2 separate regions of the Sus scrofa genome follow, and region 2 is linked to region 1. Evidence: chromatin contacts called from public HiChIP or PLAC-seq data. All regions are on one chromosome and are shown on one strand. Each heading gives the region's core, a stretch centred on a gene start, on an enhancer-like site or on the middle of the called end of the contact. The rest is flanking DNA. Distances are from core to core; before and after follow the strand shown.

Region 1 (7,089 bases), core at 753-3,252:
ACTGGTAGCTGCTGGGCAACACTTGGCCATGAAAATAATAATAATGATAACACCTAATGTTTATGGAATGTCTTCTAATTTTAGTCTCCAAGTTCAGCCATGCTGCAAGTACCTGCCTAGGCTCCTCTGAGTGGAACAGACTTGTGCAAAGCCCACCTCCCAAGAGGAAGTGGAGCTCCCACTGCAAATGTGAAAAAGGACAGTCCTCCTATTACTAGCTGATCTCCCCCCAGTGCTTTTTCAATATTTTCAGGTGCGGCATTCAACTAAAGCCTCTGTAAAAATGACTCCTCCACCTTGGGTGAGAAGGGCAGCTTCTCCTTTGTATAAAGTCCCTTTCCGCCCTGTCCACCTGAAAAGGGGCAGAAGAGCATGTGTAGTAATGTCTTGAAACACAAGAGCACTGGACCTGTTGCAAAGGCCATAATAAATGGAGAGGTACAGGAGGACCCTCTGTGGCTGAGTGCAGCACTTAGAAAAGGGGCTGATCAATTTACCAGTCTTTGAGAGAGAGCTGTGTCTTCAAGGTATAATCTCTTGGGGACCAAACCCCTCTGATGATGTTAACAAACATTCTCATATTAATAAAGATACTATTCTCCCCCCCCCTTTCTTGGTGTGACCTTGCCAGGGATCCAGCCTGAGCCACAATAGTAACAATGCCAAATCCTTAACCTCTAGGCCACCAAGGAACTCCTTTTCTCTTTCTCCTCCCCTCACCACCCTTCTAGAAAATCAGCATCTGGACATTTCGAGGAGAGGAAGGCAGAGCATCTCCTTCATTCCAACCTGCCAAAAAGACACTGGCACTTACCAGCAAAGACATCTATCTGTACCCCATGACCCCGCAGAGAGGGAATGTGTTTTCCTCTTTCTGGTGGCTTCCTACCTCTCTGTGATTGACAAGTAGTTACAGATCCTGGAGATTGATAAAAAACAAAACCAAATCCTGCTGTGATCCTTTCACAGCCGGGCCCTTCCTGTTTGGTCTCTGAATGAGTTGCAGGCAGGACTATGGCAATCGCAAAGGAGAAGGCTGAAGGGAACATCAACGCCGCCCCCCCAAACCCCCCACCGCCCGCCCAAGACAAGACGAGGGATGGAGAGAGACCCATCCCGTGGGTCTACAGCTGCCGGTACTTCAGGCACCGGCGTGGGAGAGACATACCGGCGAAAGGAGAGAGCCCCCAAACCCAGAGCAGGTAGGTCTTAGGAACCCTGGGAGAGTCACCTTCCCTGGCCTCCCTTTTCCTCTGGTGTCATCTGGGAGGCACAGGGGAGAATCCCTGACAGGATTGTCTTGGGCAAACCACACGCCCTTGCGCCTCATTGTTCTTATTTGTAAAGGGAAGGGGTATGCAGTAGGTACCTCTGAAATGCTGTGGTTCTGAGGCTGATATGAGGCAGGAGAGACGAAGTCTCGCGAAGCCAAGCAATCTAGAAGCTTCTGGAAGTGGCTACGCTGCTCGCTCCCGACCAGTGGTTCTCGAACTTGAGGTGTATCAGAATTCCCTGGAGGGTTTGCTAAGGGGGGACTTAGCACTCCCAGAGTTGCCTTTCAGTAGCACTAGGGTAAGACCTGAGAATTCACCTTTCTAACAAGTTCCCAGGTGCTGCCCCTGCCGCTCGTCTGCGGCTCACCTGTCGAGCAAGCATCGCTGCTCTAGTCTACCTCCGCCCAGTGGAAGGAGGCTTCTGCGATGAAGGTCACCTAGGAGGAGCTTAGGAGTGCCCCCTTCAGGATGCGTACCTTTTCTTCCCACCTGCAGGGGGCAGCCTCGTTCTGCCTCAGCCTAGACGAAGGACCAGGATAACAAGGAAGGTAACTCCCGATTAAATACGCCCATTTCCTGAAAATTCTAGATAGACGCTAAAGTTACCCACGGGCCTGAGTCCGAGCCCTAGACAGGGGAGCTCTTTTACTCTGAGTTGTTCCCAGCCTGGGCTGGCGAGGGCTCTACTACCGAAAGTGGGCAGCTCTGCTGATGCCGGACTCCCGGGGCAGGGAGTGCGCTTCATTCGCCTGAAAGCTCACCCTGCTAGCAAAGTGCTGCCTCAGCGTCAGGGCCCAGGAAATGTTCCACGGAAGAACAAATTAATATTTGTTTGAAGATCTGTGCAAGAACTAGTGAGAGAGAAGGGCAGAAAATGATGGAATGAATTTTAAACATGGTCAGTCTAGCAGGAGACACTGACCACTGTTTCAGAAAACGAGAGCGTTTTCTGAAGCTGGGTGATTCTCCCTCGTGAAACAGCGCAGGGCCTCCCAAAAGCTGCAGCATTCGGCGGAGCAGAAGGCTGCAGGAGCAAAACCTGCCAGAAGGGGGCGCCTCGACATTTCCTCCTCGGAGTCAGCCCCAAGCAAGGCATCCGCCAGTCCTTCCATTATCTTAAAAAAAAAAAAAATTATACTGCAGGGTGCCTCAAACTTTTATTTAAAACAAGGTGAAAGTAAATAATCAATATAAAAAAAACCCCAAGCTGAACAAAAGCCTTCTATTTGTGCAGCAAACAGCCTATCAAGTCCAGAGGGAGGCAGTAACTGCCATTCAGAAGGAAGCTGCCTGGCCAATAGACTTGCCCAGTGTGGAGGAGGAAGACAATTTGGGGGCAAGGAAGAAGAAGCAGCAGAGGCTCTGACATGGGTAGAAGGTGTTTGGGGTGGGGAGAGAAGACTAGTCTGCTTGGAAAGGACTCCTCTTCCCTCTTCATCCTTCAGGCTGGGAGGTCTGATTAGGGCCTGAGGATGATCACAACAGTCAGAATATCTACCCTGGTGTGCTCAGTTTCCCACTACCGCAGATTTCTGCCCAAATTCCAGATATTTAGAACATATGAAAGTGGTATACGCCAGGCCCACTGTCAGTAGGAGAGGCCTCCTAGGTGGGTCTCTAAGGGTGGCTCTAGGCCTGTTCTGCCCCATTCCTACAGTCTCAGAGTTCCTCTAATGGCCATAGTGATCATGCCATGGGGCGAGATCTGCATGTAAGACCGGCCGTGGACGTGAGACAGAGCAACCTCACAGGATGCAGCTGGAGGTCAACTCACAACCAACCATTGCGGCAACAAGTGACCCTCGTTAGCAACATTATCTGTCCCCTGCACTTGTAGCAGGACACATCATGATGTGGCACTTTTCACTAAAGTGTTCCTCATGCTTTTTATCTCTCCTTTTTTGCAGAATGCTCCTCCTCCTATGTTGTTAGTCTGCTTTGGTGGTGTCATCATTCACAAAATCTCCTAAACAAGAAACTTTCTAGCTATTTATTTTTTATTTTTTTACTCTGTGCCACATTCAGCCAGCCAAGAAATCCTAATTATTCTATCTCTTAAATAATCTCTATCCTCTCTCCTCCACAGTCACTGGTTAGGATTCATCTGGATGGCTAGTCACCTCTGTTTTCTCTAATTCCATCCTCAGCACTGATTCCAATGCTCTGAAAGTCATATTTGATGATGAAGTTCTCTTGCTTAAAAACCATTGGTAGCCCCCTGAGGCCTACACAGGATGAGGACACATTGCTTTTGGGAACCAGGCTTGGTATAGCTAAACAAATGAGATGGGGACAATGATTGGGGGTAAGAGAGTTCCACTGAATTCCTTTCATGTAAGAGGCCACCCACTGTAATCCTGAAAGCCCCACTATGCCCTGGAGTTGAATCCCAATCAACACAAGGGATTGAACTTTGCATTTAAAATCTTTTGTTCCCATTATTCATGCCACCTTAGGCACGAAGGTTTCTCATTTCCTACCCTGCTCTCCTTATAGATTCCAAAAGCACTTGCATTGCTTCCCTAGGATCTACACAAGTGAGAAATGAAGTGCCACGTGGTCAGCCCTATGTAGTCCAGCAGACTGTCCCCCAGAGGGCCTTTCTGTAGTCGGGTGGGTACAAAATTCAAACTAAATTTTCCCTTCCAGTCCTGCCCAGCTTCTAGCTGGAGGAAAGAATGTGGTCTTAGAAGGAGAGAAATTTTCTCTTTTCACACAGGCCCTTGTCTTATACTCGCCTTAGAAAAAATACCACTTTTTCTGAATACTCACACACAAACGCTGCCTAGCTTCTTATAAAAACTGCTGCTTCTGTGTTTTTGTCCTGAATATCTGCATTTTGGGGGTGGTTGGCTCTGGCCACTGCATTTGACAAGAGCTGACAAGCAACCGCTTGTGGATGTCACGGATGCTGTGACTGGACTGTCTCGGGGATGAAGCGATGAGAAGCTGGTTTGGTGTTTATGTACCCAGGCAACCGTCATGTTTACTGGCTGGCTCTTTGGTTGGCTTCCAAACCAGCAGCACCGCACCCGTTAGCACTGGGCTGCATGCTGGTTACTGATGGGTTGCCCTGCCAGTTGTGAGGAATTATTACTTTTCACTTGAGCAATTGGTGGTTTCATTGGAGGAGCAGTTTTACAAACACACATCAGAGTTTCGCCTGACAAAATTCCTAAATGCCCAACGAGGCGGTGAAACCAAGGGGTGTGTCCTTGTCCCAATCAGACTGTCTGCTCCTCTGCTTGAGAGACTGATATATATTGGGCTTATCAACCCATTCGGATTTGTTGAGGTGTGTGTTTGGCATGGATCTAGGCTTCAGAAACCAGGGAGGGCAGGTATTATGGAGAGAGGTCGTACCAGAATCATATGTGCCTTTACAGAGGAAGGAAGGTTGCTCTCACCAGAAGGGTAGTGAGGTAATCAGCCTTCTAGGTCCCCAGTGATCACCACTTCCTAGTGTCTAGGACTTCATGTAATCTCCCCCCGCCCCGAGTGTGAGCTTGACCTAGTGACTTACTTCTAATGAGTAAAATATGACAAAAGTGATGGGATATCCTTTCTGACATTATTTTACCAAAGTCTGTGATCCCCCCTTTCCCTTGTGCACCCTGATGAAGCCAGCTGCCATGTTATAAGCTGCCTTATGGGAAGGCTTATGTTGCAAGGAACTGACGGTCACCTCTAGCCAAGAGCTGGCAAGGAACTGAGACTCTCAACCCAGTGGCCCACAAGGAATTGAGTCCTGCCAATGAAATGACCACTTGGGGGATGGTCTTGAGTGAGCTTGGGAGAGGACGCTTCCCCATCTGAGCCTTGAGTGAGGGCCACGCTGGCCATCTTCTTTTTTATTGGTCACACTTGCAGCATATGGCAGTTCCCGGGCCAGGGATTAAATCCTGAGTCGGAGCTGCAGCTGTGATCTATACCACAGCTGTGGCAATGCTGGATCCCTCACCCACTGTGCTGGGCCAGGTATTGAACCCGAACTTCCTGCAATTCCACAGCAACCGGAGCTGCTGCAGTTGGCTTCTTAACCCACTTTGCCACAGTGGGAATTCCCCTGGCCTGCTTCTGCAGCCTGTGAGAGGCCCTGAGCTGGACAATCCGGCTAAGCCACGCTCACATTCCTGACCCATAGAACCATGAGATCATCAATGTTCATTGCTTTAAGCTGCTAAGCTTTGGGGTAATTTGTTATACAGCAGTAGATGGAAAACTACTACAAGGAGGAAAGACATTGGACAGACAGAAAAAATACACAGATATCCAACACAGAATCTACAAGAACACAAAATAGCATCATTATTCTGGTTTCTGAATGTCCTAAGCTTTCCTTCTCGGACTTTTCCTGCCAGCTCTGTCCTCCTCCCTGACAGAATTTTTTCTTGCCCTTTTTTTTTTTTTTCATATCCTTTATTTCTTTCCATTTTCTTTGCTTTTATAAAAGCTAGCGGGAAAGGGAAAGGAACAGGAAAGAGACATACACTGAGAAACTAGCAATTATGAGGGCCTACTGTGTGTCAAGCACTTTGCAGCCCACTTTCCATGACTGGTCTCATTTAATCATTTCCCCATATACAACCCAGCAATCCCACTCCTGAGCATATGTCCAGAGAGAACCATAATTTGAAAAGATACGTGCACCCCAGTGTTTACTGTAGCGCTATTTACAACAGCCAAGACATGGAAGCAACCTAAATGTCCATCGACAGAGGAATGGATAAAGAAGATATGGTTCAGGAGTTCCCTTTGTGGCTCAGTAGAAACGAATCTGACTAGCATCCATGAGGTTGCAGGTTCAATCCCTGGCCTCACTCAGTGGGTTGAGGATCCGGCGTTGCGACGAGCTATGGTGTAGGTTGTAGATGCAGCTCAGATCTGGCATGGCTGTGGCTGTGGCTGTGGCCAGCAGCTGCAGCTCCGATTCAAACCCTAGCCTGTGAACCTCCATATGCTGCGGGGGTGGCTCCCCCCAAAAAAGAAGCTGTGGTTCATATAGTTCATATATACAGTGGGATATTACTCAGCCATAAAAAAGAACAAAATAATGCCATTTACAGCAACACGAATGAACTTAGAGATTATCATACGAAGTGAAGTATGTCAGACAAATAAAGGCAAATATCATATGATATCACCTATATGTGAATCTAATGAAAATGATACAAAAGAACTTATTTTTAAGGCAGAAATAAACCCACATATTTTGAAATCAAACTTATGGTTACCAAAGGGGAAACCATGGGTGGGGTTATGATAAATTGGGAGGATGGGATTAACACATACACACTACTAAATATAACATAGATAATTAACAAAGACCTATTGTATAGTGTAGGGAGTTCTACTCAATGTTCTGTAATAAACTCCATGGGGAAAAAAGAATGGATATATGTATGTGTATAACTGATACGCTTTTCTGTATACCTGAAACTAATACAACATTTTAAATCAACTATATTCTAATAAAATATTTTTTTAAGGAAGTAGAAGGCAGATAAACTTAAAAAAAAATTTCCCCTAACCCTATGTGGCTGGTTTTATTAGTTCTATTCTGCAGATAAGAACATGGAATCATGAGCATTGACATAACTTTCTCAAGATCGCTTATCAGGGAAGTGGCAGTGATGGGCCACAAGCAAAACATGTTGGTTCCACCGTAGCACACTGCCTCCTGGCATGCAGGTAATTGCTTTTATCCAATAATAATAGGCCCACTTGTTCCTGCTGCTGGGGCATGGGGCTGAGTCCACCATTAGGCCTTCATTCAGAGAGGGCTGACCAGTTTGATTGTACGGCTTTCACAGAA
Region 2 (6,889 bases), core at 428-2,927, 520 kb after region 1:
AGTTTGGAGTCCTTCTCCCTTCTCAGTGACTTTAGGCTTTTGCTTTGTATGTGAGGAGGGTTTGGGGGAGTGGCTGGCATTTGTTCCTTTTCCTGAGTAGCAGCCAATTTACCTTCTGCTTGCCTATGTTACTGGGAGTGACCCTCTCCTCCCTGACCCCACTGTTGCTTGTGAGCACCTGCTGGAGGCCCATGGAGAGCTGTTGAGTGAGTGCAAACTCCCCTTGTGGCTGGGGTTCTCACTCATTCTGAACATGTGGTAGTCCACTTGGCCTTTGGGAATTCATTAAAATGTTAGTTGTTTTTTTATTTGCTTCTGGGGTGGTAACCTGCTCTTGCTATGTTTGCCAGAAGTGATTCCTGTGTCCTTTCTCTCCTCGGAGGGCCTTGTCACTCCTTGGAATTAGTTCCCTTTGTTCCTGTGACCTCTGTTCTCTGATAAGTTTAAGAAAACTTATGATTTTATAAATTATTCCTGTTTTTTTCTTGTGGTTAGGCTAGTAATGACATTCTCTTGAAGTTTTCTAAATTTTAAACAGAAACAAAACTAGAATTTTTAAGCTAATGAATCACATGATTATAGTTTAGAAAGGGTTAATCAGATAGTGTGCAGAATGGATTTGAGGTGATATGGCACGTCCTCTATTTGGAATTCTTTCACTTAATTTTTTTCCTTTAAAGACTCAGCAGCCTGAGTGTGCTGCTTAGGAAGCCATCTAAATGGCTGTCACCTAAATGTCCTTCACCCATCTTCTTGTAGCATGCATTGTTCACTTTCTGCAACAACAACTTTTAGACAGTCAGCTGTCCAAAGGGACTATCTCTGATTAATCTTTGTATACTCTGGCTGACACATTCATTCAAGCATGCACATACACATACATACATGTACAAACCTGTGTGCATGTGTACATACATATGCACACCCAAGAAAATACTTATTTAGAGCTTACCATGTACCAGGAATTTTATTAAATGTTTGTTGAACTAATATCTGGATTTAACTAATATTGTTAAAATGCTGTATTTTTTTCAGGTGAGAAGTAGTAAGGTCTCACCTAGAGCAGGGTTTCTCAAATGAGACAGTTTTGTCCCCAGAGGACATTCAGAAATCTTGGGAACATTTTTGGTTGTCACAGATGATACTGGTAACTAGTGAGTAGAGGCCAAAGATACCTCTGAACATCCTAAAATACACAATACACAGGAAGGCCTCTACAACAAAAATTATTTAGCCCAAAGTGTCAGTAGTGTAAAGGTTGAGGAATTCTGACCTAGAGTACTAATGTATAAAATAATTGGAAAGTATATTTGATGGGACTTAGCCACTAATTCAATACAAAGAAAAGAAGGAATAAAAACTGAGTTGGAAGTTTCAGGTCTATGTGACCCAGCAGGATTTGTAGTACCAGCAGTAGTAATTGAAATAAGTAAGAGGAGAAGGTTTGGGACAGCTCATGGTAAACTCAATAATGGACTGGAACATGTAATAAATGTGTGACTTAAACTCAGTCAGTAGTTCAGGACTAGAGATACATTAGATACATTAGAAGCCATGAGATTGAATGATATTAATAAGAGAAAAATGAGGAAGACAAGCAGGGATTAATGTTAAAATAACTTTGCACTTAGGTGGCAGGAGATAGAAAAAGGGGAAGATTAGGAGGGGCAGAATTGGGAAAGCATTTGGACTACACCAGGATAGTGTGAGATTATGTGTAGTACTGCAGAGCAATGAGGAAAGGGAACAAGAAAAACTACTGAATTTGCAATTTAGGACTTCTTTAGTGATTTTTTTTTTTTTTTTCCAGAGAAAAGTTTCGAAAGATTGTTAACAGTGGAGGGAAGGTAGCTTGTGTAGTGGCAAGAACCAGATTTTAAGGGTTGAGAATTAAGAAGTACAATATCAAGTTTAAGTGAATGAAGATATGTGGTGATGGTAAGATGGAGAAAGCAGTGGTGAAGGAAGGTTTTGGGGGAGTACTAGTTCTCAGGGCTGCCATAACAAATTACCATAAACTGAGTGGCTTAGAACACATATATTTATTCTCTTGTAGTTCTGGAGGACAGAAGTCCTAAATCAGAGTGTTCCTACACCACACTCCCTCTGAAGGCTCTAGAGAAGTATTCTTCCTGCCTCTTGCTAGCTTCTGGTGCTTATTGTCAATTGTTGGCATTCTTTGGCATGTAGATGCATTGCTTCAATTCTGCCTCTGTCGTCACATAGCCCTCTTCCCTCTGTGTGTCTCTGTGTCTATATTTCCCTCTCCTTTATTCTATGAAGACACCCACTGGATTTAGAGCCCACTCTAGTCCAGTATGATCTTATGAGGCTCCAGATGGACATGAATTTTAGGAGGATATTATGCAGCTTAGGACAGGGGAGTAGTTAAGATAACGGGATATTAGTGAGATACTACTTCATACCCACTTAGAAGGCTAAAATAAAAAAGGCAATAATAAGTGTTGGTGAGAATATGGAGAAACTGGAACCCTCATACTGCTGGGTGGGATTGTAAAATGGTAAAGCCATTTTGGAAAACATATTGGCCTTTCCTCAAAAGATTGAACGTGGAGTTTTTTGACCCAGTAATTCCACTTCTATGTATATACTCAGAATTGATACTTGTATACACAAAAACCTGTACATGAATGTTTGTGGCATTATTATTCATAATAGCCAAGAAGTAGAAATAACCCAAATGTCCATTGATTATTGGATAAACTATGGTATAACATGCAGTGGAATAGCATTCAGCCATAAAAAGGGTGAAGTACAGACAGGTGCTGCAACATGGATGAACCTTGAAAGCATGCTAAGTGAAAGAAGCCAGTCACAAAAAGCCACATGTTGTGTGATTCCATTTCTGGAGATTAGTGGTTGCAGGGGCTGAATGCATGCTAATGGGAATGGGGTTTTTTCTTGGGGTGATGAAAATGTTTAGAAGTTAGTGAATAATTGTGTAACTGAGTTTACTAAGAAACAGTCGTACACTTTAAAGGAATGATTTTTATGGTATGCAAATTATATCTTAAAACTGTTATTAATAAATAAGATAAAGGAATGTTGGATGTATTTCTAGGCTAGGGAGAGAAATCCTTGAGTGGTTTCAACTTTGCTTATCTTGGCGCAGTAACATAGCCTCTCCATGGTCCTGCTGCAGCAGTGTATTGGAACTCATCATTTTAATAAACCATATAAGATTTGTGCATCTAAAATATTATTTAGTCCAAATTTTCCTTATAAATGAAAATGATATATAAATTAAGCTGCGAATTGTAAAATGTGGGTCAAAAGGTGATTGTCCAAGTCATACTAGTATACTGTTCTGAATATAAGATGAGTAAAATATTAAGTACAGATCATTGAAAAAGTCTTCTCTTAACCTTAGGGTAAATTGATTACTATATTGTCCCACCTACAAAAGAAAAAGAACATTTTAATTCTATCAGTTATATTGATTTCAGATATGATCATGTTGAACACATTTTTAAAATCATGTTTAAAAAATAATCTGTTAATTTAGAGGGCCTACTGTAATGATTCATCATTGTATATTGAGCCAGAATAGGAACTAACATTTTTTGAGTACCTTCTTTGTATCAAGAACTGTTTTTGTGTTCTTATGATCCGTTTTTTAAAAAATGCTCATAGCAAGCTCTTTGAGATATAGAGAAATATACACAGTGTGGAGAAGTAACTCACCCAATGTCATATAGTTAAGAATTTTAAGAGTTGGAATTTAAATCCAAGCAATCCATCTTACGGAAAGAAGCAGCCTAAGTTTTTAGCCACTAAATTATGCTGGCTTTTTCAAGATCGATTAAGATTTTTAACAAGAGGTTCTTGAGACGTGCATGAGTATCCCTGTAAGTTTAACTCTGATATAGTGTGAACTTCAGCTATATCAGAGTTAAGAAGTGTAGGGACAGAAACTATGTCTTAGGGAATAGAGGGGACAAAATGCAATCCAAAGGACACGGACATAATTCTCATTATTTTTCCCTGCCAGTATGAGGTGAAAGCTCCTGTTCCTTCTGCCTGTTTCAGGAATATTTGTAAGCAAATGACAAAAATGCATGAAGCTATATTTGATCTCCTTCCAGAAGAACAAACACAAGTGAGTACTAATTCCTAAAACTACTTCATTATACATAACATAATATGCATGCAAAATTAGAGTGTTTTTTAATGTACTTTTGGCCTAGTTAGGTTTAGCTCATATTCTAATATGATTATTATTTTTTTCTGGTTGTTATATTGATTTGTGGAGCATGGATAATGTTTCTGATTTCAAAGTGCCCCTTACTCTGACAGTGCAGAGCAATAATAGCTTTGCTGTATGGTCTGTGATTTTTTTTTTTTTTGGTCAGTAATTTTAAACAGCAGATTTTCCTTTGTCCATTGGGTCATCAGAGGTCCCAGCTTCTACTTACATCATTTATTACATTATTAGTTTGAAAATCAAAATTAGCATTTATTAATAAAATATTAGAGTATGTTACTATGATTATAATCCAAATTGGATAGGGGAGGAATTTGTGATGGGCTTAAAAATGAGGTGGCATATAAAGTAACTCAATTAATATGCCATAACATTAATATCTGTTGGATCGGCATAAATGATGTGTAGTAGGCACAGCCAGGAAATAGCAAAATGGGACCTCCTACCTATGAACTATCCACCCTCTGCCCCTATAGTCTTCCCTACTCTATTACTTTTTGGTGACATTCCTACCCCCAGTTTCCCTCTATTTCCTCACCTAGTACTTTAAAGCTTCCAGTATATCTTTTTTGCCAGTTTCCTTTACCTATCTTAGTTTGGTCCCGTTATGCCAGGTGAATGTTATGATTAATACAAACCTAGTTGTTATATGACTAATAATCTTAACTTCCACTGGGATTTTTGCTTTTCAGACAAGTTTGTTATTTCAGTTTGTCTCTTAATTGGTTGAGTACATGGAAGTGGTATTTGGGAGCAGAGAGTAGCTTTTTTTAGTGTCTTTTCCCTGCCCTCTTGCTCCTGCTGGTCTCCTTTCCCGTGCCACCTCACACTTCCATCCCGTACTAGCTATTACCATATTTTCATACTTCCCCAGGTTTTCATTAATCATACCCACCTTTTGATTAAATATCATCGTCAAACTCCTTCGGGGCTCATTGAGGACTGAGGAGACTTGACATGTGGAGCACCCACTAGGATTTCCTTTTTCTTTCTCAATCTTCCTAGCCAAGCCATCCTTTTCATTCCACATCTAAGATCCCCCACCTCTGAGATTCTGACCTTCTGGATTTGCCATCTGAGTTCTAATTCTAGAGCAGAGCTTAGCTCTAGTATTTAGTATTTAATGTGGTTTTTTGTTGTTGTCGTTGTTTGGTTTTGGTTTGTTTTTTTGTTTTTATGGCTGCACTGTGGCATATGGAAGTTCCCTGGCTAGGGGTAGAATCAGAGCTCCAGCTGAGGGCTACACCACAGCCACAGCAACGCTAGATCCAAGCCACATCTGCAACCAACCCTGCAGCTTGCACCAGTGCTGGATCCTTAATCCACTGAGCCAGGCCGGGTTTGAAACGGGATCCTCACAGAGACAATGTTGGTCCTTAACCCACTGAGCCACAGTGGGAACTCCTAATGTGTTTTTATCTGCATCATTATTTAAAGGGAACTCGTGTCAAACCTGGGTAAAAGTTACAGATTTTGTCAGCATCATCACTTGAGTACCAGTAATTCCATAAAACTTTTCCAGAGATGACTTTATGTATTTTTTCCCATGAGAAATATATTTCACAAAATAGTTTCCATAGATTATTCTATATAATTTCAGGTCAGGTATTTCCCAAAGAAGTATTAGGCCATTGCATTAAAAATCTGCATGTAGGGAGTTCCCTGGTAGTGTAGTAGTTAGGATTCGGTGCTTTCAGTATTGCTGCCTGGGTCCAATCCCTGGTCTGGGAACTGAGGTCCCACATCAAGCCGCTGCATTCTATAGCCATTATTTTTAAAAAATCTGTATATGGAGCAATAAATACTTTCAGGTAATTTAGAAGGCTAATAGTAGCCTTGCCTCTACCATTTTTTTTTTCTCTATCAAGTTCCTAGTTAATACATTGCGGAAATCTCCATCTCTTTTTATTCTTTTTACCTGTATGGTTGATTCCACTTACATATCCCAGAGGACTTCGAAGGCACAGAAACAGAGTGATAAGTCATATCATTAAAAGAAGTGTTGCTGAAAAGCAGAAAAAGAGCTTTTATTCAACTAAGGAGAAAAACTGTACTGACATAGCAATGAAATGCTTTCAGAGGAGCATTTTAAAAGTTTATGCCAAAACAAAGGTCTTTTAAAAATATTTTCTCCAAATAATACTCAGATTCTTACATCTTCTATGTCAATAGAGCTTTAAGAAAGTTAATTTTCTTTTCCAGATGTTATTTTTAAGAATTAATGCAAGTTACAAACTCCACTTGAAAAAGCAGTTGTCTCATTTAAATGTGATAAATGATGGAGGACCTCAAAATGGGTATGTTTTCAACATACTTTTTATCACATTCTTCCATATTGAATTGTTTGCTTTTCCACTGCAATCATGTGAGGACCTTTTGCCTTATTTTTTCCTCTGTGGAGATGATAGGTATCTATGTCTGTCTGTCTGTCTGTCAGAGTTAAAGTGTCATGGTCAAGTTACCCAATAGTCTTCACCCATCCAGACAGAACTCAAAAGTCCTACTTCATACCTATAAGGTCCTGGGAAAGTTACTTAACCTCTGTGTCTTATTTATAAAATGAGAAGGATAAAATCTGCTTTATTTCTTACACAGGTTATAAAAAATAAGTGTAACTGTGTACATATTTTATTGTAAGCCATTGAACTAACTATGTGTATTATT

The links. HiChIP or PLAC-seq counts read pairs in DNA pulled down with a chosen protein or histone mark.
Region 2: a contact with region 1 is called in an H3K27ac HiChIP or PLAC-seq map of alveolar macrophages. The contact joins two enhancer-like sites. A contact is called at or near these places in 1 of 47 Hi-C or Micro-C datasets (embryonic fibroblasts) and 1 of 2 datasets of contacts at active chromatin or transcription factors (alveolar macrophages).

What each region holds. Positions count from the first base shown.
Region 1 is chr3:77,445,424-77,452,512 of Sscrofa11.1, forward strand. No RefSeq gene overlaps it. Among named protein-coding and RNA genes, the nearest start is that of AFTPH, 26 kb to the left of the region's middle. Within about 2 kb of position 2,003, at least 46 of the 83 cell types and tissues checked have an H3K27ac peak or open chromatin away from gene starts, as enhancers often do. A contact at or near this core is called in alveolar macrophages, where this site is marked.
Region 2 is chr3:77,964,369-77,971,257 of Sscrofa11.1, forward strand. VPS54 (vacuolar protein sorting-associated protein 54) reads left to right here. Exons shown (of 23, transcript XR_002342640.1): 21 at 4,051-4,120; 22 at 6,428-6,522. Among named protein-coding and RNA genes, the nearest start is that of UGP2, 63 kb to the right of the region's middle. Within about 2 kb of position 1,678, at least 1 of the 83 cell types and tissues checked has an H3K27ac peak or open chromatin away from gene starts, as enhancers often do. A contact at or near this core is called in alveolar macrophages, where this site is marked.